Linked DNA regions of Macaca mulatta: region 1 is linked to region 2. A link is a contact called in public Hi-C data. All regions are on one chromosome and are shown on one strand. Each heading gives the region's core, a stretch centred on a gene start, on an enhancer-like site or on the middle of the called end of the contact. The rest is flanking DNA. Distances are from core to core; before and after follow the strand shown. Region 1 has its middle 22 kb from the start of CEP63. Region 2 holds the start of AMOTL2 (angiomotin like 2).

Region 1 (2,700 bases), core at 14-2,513, 89 kb after region 2:
CCATTCTCCTGCCTCAGCCTCCCGAGTAGCTGGGACTACAGGCGCCCGCCACCTCACCCGGCTAGTTTTTTGTATTTTTTAGTAGAGACGGGGTTTCACCGTGTTAGCCAGGATGGTCTCGATCTCCTGACCTCGTGATCCGCCCCTCTCGGCCTCTCAAACTGCTGGGATTACAGGCGTGAGCCACCGCGCCCGGCCTCTTCTTCATTTTTTAAAGTAGAGGCAGGGTCTTGCGGTGTTGCTCAGGCTGGTCCCAAACCCCTGACCTCAAGCAATCATTCCACCTTGGCCTCCCAAAGTCCTGGGATTGCAGGCATGAGCCACTGTGCTCAGCCTCCAGTTCCAATTCTGTCTTGGTTTCCCCATCTGCAAAGGAAGGATTCTGTAGTGGATGTTTTTATGCTTCTTTCAATCTCAGGCTCTGATTTGTTCTGGCATCTAAACGGATGTCAGCTATTCCTCCTCCAAAAACCTCAGAGAAGAAAATTCTCAAGTCCATGGTTTCTTTTCTTTAATTTTTATGCCTAATAACTCTGTAAAAATTTCTTCCTCCCATCGCATAAATCCTTTCCCATTCAATCAAATGTCCTTGAAGCAGAAACACATGCCTACTCCGGCAACCACACAGATAGTTGACCTTCGCACACTGGTTGATGTAGGGTTTTGCTCCTCTTCTTCATAAATGTTGGCTACCATAATTATTCAAATTTTCCCAGAATAAAGATTATAGGTGTAGTGGTATGGTGTGAGGAGGCTGGGCTTCAGCTGGGGCAGCTGGCTCCTCAGTTTCCTTTTCCCCAGAGGTAAGGTGGGGACCTGCCCTCCTGGGCCGCAGGGCTGTTGTGAGGATGAACTGAGATGCACCAGTAGAGTGGCTGTCTTCACAATATGTGATTATGTTGCATCCTGTCACCTGCTGGCCCAAGGACAGGGATCTAATTGTGTACTGAGACCCCTTGGGAAGTGCTTTTAGATCCCTATGGAATCCTTAGTGGAATGAGATGGGCTATAAATACATGAAGAAAATAGGTAGAGTGAAAATAGAGACTTCTGGAGAATCTGGTTTCCTGTGACTCCGCTGGGGTGCTGGGTGGGAGCGCTTTTTCAGAGCACGGAGACTTTCTTTGTACCTCCCCTCATTCCCTCATTCCCCTATTCCCCAGGGTTAAAAAAAAAAAAAAAAACTTTCCCCGAACTTTCCCATTCCTCTGCCCTGGCTGCTAATGCTGAAATTCCATCTTGTGTTTGTTGTCACCCGCAGGTCTGTTTCCATGGTTACCCAAATTCCAGGCACTGGCCCCAGGCCCACCACAACGCATCCCTCAAAGTCTCTTTGGCAGAGGAAAAACATTTCTCCTTGCTGCGGCAAGTCAGAGCCAGAATCTCGGGCTCTCCTGTTTCCAAAGCCCCCACTACACCCTCATTCGTGTGTGATTTGCATGTTTAGGTGGTTCTGCTCAGCGTCGTTTTTTGGCAGGGGGGTGAATAAGCACAATATAAGAGTTTCCTTCATTTCTCTTCTCCTCATTTGAGCTAAGGAATTACTTTCTTGTACCAAACATTACACCCTTGGAAAACACTCCAGATGGTTCTCATTAAAATTCCAATTCCTTTTTTTTTTTGCAATTAATTTTTCCCCATTCTCCCCAAACTACTATCTCAAAAATAAACACCAGCCTGAGGAGCAAGTGAGGGGTCTGTGAATAGCAGCTCCAGCGAATGGACTCTGTCAGAGACCCGTGGTGTGGCCCTGAAGGGGCCTGCAGCTTCTCTTCTTGCCAAGGGTCACTTGGCCCTTCATAGGGATGCCAGGGGTAGCAGCCCCGTGGCTTCATCACCGGAGAGAGTCCAAACACACATGGGGGGCATGTTTATAGGGATGAACATGAACACACAGGGATGCCGAGTGCAGCAACCCTGGGCACTGTCACCAGGGAGCGTCCAAACACATGTAGGGGGGCATGTTCGATGGCAAAGGTGCCTTAAAGGGGCCATGGGCTCTGCTGCCTCTGCAGGAAGAGGGGCAGAGGGCCAGCTAGGCCTCTGTTCCCCAACAGGCTGGGCCCAGACCATGCCTTGCAGAGGGGCTGTCCACCTTGTTTAGTGTACAGGGAGGCCTCTGCAGATTTCTAAAGACACTGGCCACAGGAGCGAGGCGATACTTACTCTAACAAGCGTACAAGGAGAGATTGCCAATGCCTTTTGGCCATAATTGAAGATGAGCAAGTCACAGGCTTTGCTCCCACATCTGGAAAAATCTGCATGCACAAGAAAAGAATGTGTGTGTCCAATGATGTGTATTTGATGTGTTTTTATTTCTAACTTTGTTATGAAAAATTTTAAAAGTACAGAAAAGTTGTAAGAATGGTACAATGAACAGCCATATCACTCCACTTAGATCCAACGAATGTTCCATTTTGTCATTTTTTCTTTCCCTCTCTCTCTTTCTAGATACACGGAGAGATAAATACATACCCTTTGCTTAGACATTTGAAAGTTGGGATCTTGTCCCTATAGCATTTTATAACCTAGTAATCTATGCATTAATGAAATCATATAATGCAGTCATGCACTTCATGACAATGTTTTGGTAAACGATAGACTACATATACAATGGTGGTCCCATAAGATTATAATACCAGGTCAGGTGTGGTGGCTCCTGCCTGTCATCTCAGCATTTTGGGATGCCAAGGTGGGTGG
Region 2 (2,700 bases), core at 160-2,659:
CCTCTGTACCCATCCTTCCTGGCACCGAGTCATGCACTCCCCCCCGCCCCCGCACACAACGAGGGGTAGATGTGCAAGACTCCGGAGCTACCCGAGGCAAAGCAAGCAAATGGGATTCAATTCGCATGGGATTCAGTTCGCCCTGGAGTTTTATCTGCGGGCATTTCCTAAGATAATCACTCTCTGGGCCGACTCCCACAGAGGCAGGGGAGCGGCAGGAAGGAATGCGGAGCCTTCCCGACAGATTCCAGGCGCTCCACAGTGTGCCCGGACTGGGAGCAAGGAACACCTCCAAGGCCTCTCATCGCGAATTTGTCCCGGCCAAGCCCCTCAGATTCACGTCCTTTCAGACACCAAACGCCTGAGCCTTTACTAAAACCTGCTTCCTCGCCCCCGGCCGCGCCCCTCTGCTGCGCTCTCTGAAGGCCGCCTTTCTAAGCCAGCGCGCGTCTCCAGCCTTGGCCTGGGGTCCCGCTCGCCTAAGGAACCAAAGTGACAGTCTCCAAGCTAGGAGACTCTCGCACCCCAGCCAGGGCTCCCGCCCCACCACGAGCCCGGGCGGACCTGGAGCACCGAAGGTCGCTGGTACGCCTGGGGCGAGCCGGTGAGGGTAGCCCGAGGCCCGGAGAGGTCTTTAAGCATCGCGGGTCCGCCTCCCTCCTTCTCGAGCCCTCTTTGTTTTCCAAATACTCTAACGCTGACGTCACCGGGCTGGACAGCAGGCTGCATTCTTTCTAAGTGAGAGCCAATTCGTGGCTCCAGAGAGGATTTTCCAAGGAAGACAAAGAGGAATTCTTGGACTGGTTGGGGGCAAAGGCACCTGTAACCCCCACCTAACCAAATCAGCCCGCAAGACCCTGCAACTTGAGCTCCAAGCGGCGCCTCCATCCCTGTCCCCCGCCACCCCCACCCCAGCCGACCCGCAAACCGAAACACCGTCGCTCTTCTCTCCGGAGTCGGCCTGCTCCCCTCTCCCCCAGCCCCAAGGGACCCGCGCGCTTCTAGAGCCCCGCAAAGCCCAGGGCGCTGGGCTCCCCGCGTGGAACGGCTCTTGCCCAGCACTGCGGCTGCCTCGAAAGGGCGCACTGCGCCCCGAGGACGCTCGATCCTCGGGGCTCCGACTCCCGGAAAAGGCCGGGCTGCGCGGAGACTACAGCTTTGGCTGGGGCACGTTTCTGTGGCCTCGCGCGCTCTCCCGAGCGCGGAGCAGCCTTCCTTACCGCTGCGGCCCGAGGGTGCCCGGCGCAGTCAGACACCACAACCTCCTGGTCTGCGCGGCTCAGCTCGGCCGCGGAGATGTGTTCTCGGCCGTGGCGCCGACGCTCTGGCTGTTCGCGCCCCAGCGCGCAGTCCCAGGGTCGGCCCGCGCCGGAGGCGGCTGCTATGCCAGGAATGTGAGAGTTTCAGGTTCCCCCTCGGGATCAAAGCGAACCACAAATAACCTCTCAGCGCGCCGCCCTCCTCCGCCCTCCGCCTCCTCCCGCTCCCTCCTCCCGGCCCCCGCCTTCCTCCGGGGAGGCGGCGCTGCTGGCTGAGCGCCGGGCCGGCCCCCGAGCTCCGTTTCTCCTCGCCCAGCGCCCTCCAGGCCGCGCTGTGTCCGCCCCTGCCCCCCCGTTTTGCCTTGGGAGCTGCTGGAGACAATTTAATCCAACTCGGCTTATTATCGTCTCTACTCCCAGTCGCCGACCCGCTCTCACCCTTCATCCCTAAACCTATCGACGGGACGACAGCAAGGGCTGTACCACGCGTGTCCCGAGGTTGCTGCGGGAGGGGGCTCCGGCTGTGTGTGTGTGTGTGTGTGTGTGTGTGTGTACCGGGGGAGGGGGGAAAAGGAGGAGGGACTGCAAAGACATCCATATCCTCTGGGCTGGGACAGTGCCCCGGGCGAAGTGAATGCTTCTAGCCACCTAGCCTCTTTCCCCTAACCCCCGCTGCTTTCACCCCCAGCGGCAACCTTTGAATTGCAGTTGTGTTTACAAACACCTTTGCCAGCTCTTTTACGACCTGTCTCCACAGGAAGTGTGAATCTGGGTTGGAAAATCCGGTCAATTTGACCCACCTACCCAACTTAATCACCCGTCGTCAGGCGCTCTGTCCAATTCTTCCCCAAGGTGATAATAGGCGCCCCTTTACTCAGAGCGCAAGGTGTGCCACCGTTGGCTTTTCGCCCAGCCATCCGATTCAGCCCTGCCAAGCCACCCTTCAACGGCGTTCTGTTATCATTCCTGTGTTATAAATGAGGACACCAGGGCTCAGAGAGCTTAAGCAGCGTGTCCAGAGTCACACACAGCGAGAACCAGGTAATCAAACACGGGGCTGCTTGGTTTCTTATTCTCAGAACCCCTCCCTGGCTATCAGAATCCAGGCTCCCTAGATGAACAGGGCAGACGCTGGGAGCCCTCCTCTATTCACCTGCCCTGTCCTTGTTTTAGTCTCTTTTTTACCTCCCCATACACCCCTGCCAGCCAGGGGGTTTCCCTTGTACCCACTTCGGTGGCTCCTGCGTGGAATCCTCTCCTCTGCCCCCAGGACACTTCCTCTGCTAGGTGGAAACTCCTTCTTCAGAAAGCCTGCTCTGACACACTCTCCCCGTCCCCGCCACACAAGGCCTCTCTACAAGTCAGTTGGGGTGAGGTGGGGGCAGTCGGGCCCTGTCCACCAGGATAGTCAGGGCTGATTTCTACCCCTGGCTAGGTCCTC

What was found. A called contact is a pair of places that touch in the nucleus more often than the background predicts.
Region 1: a Hi-C map of fetal cortical plate shows a contact between it and region 2, with 1.8 times the contacts expected there. The contact joins the enhancer-like site here to the promoter of AMOTL2 in region 2. A contact is called at or near these places in 6 of 14 Hi-C or Micro-C datasets (blood, cortical neurons, fetal cortex germinal zone and 3 more).

What each region holds. Positions count from the first base shown.
Region 1 is chr2:37,505,953-37,508,652 of T2T-MMU8v2.0, forward strand. No RefSeq gene overlaps it. Among named protein-coding and RNA genes, the nearest start is that of CEP63, 22 kb to the right of the region's middle. Within about 2 kb of position 1,264, at least 13 of the 40 cell types and tissues checked have an H3K27ac peak or open chromatin away from gene starts, as enhancers often do. A contact at or near this core is called in fetal cortex germinal zone and fetal cortical plate, where this site is marked.
Region 2 is chr2:37,417,096-37,419,795 of T2T-MMU8v2.0, forward strand. It overlaps AMOTL2 (angiomotin like 2), which reads right to left and starts at 1,410. Exons shown (of 9, transcript XM_077991484.1): 1 at 1,221-1,410.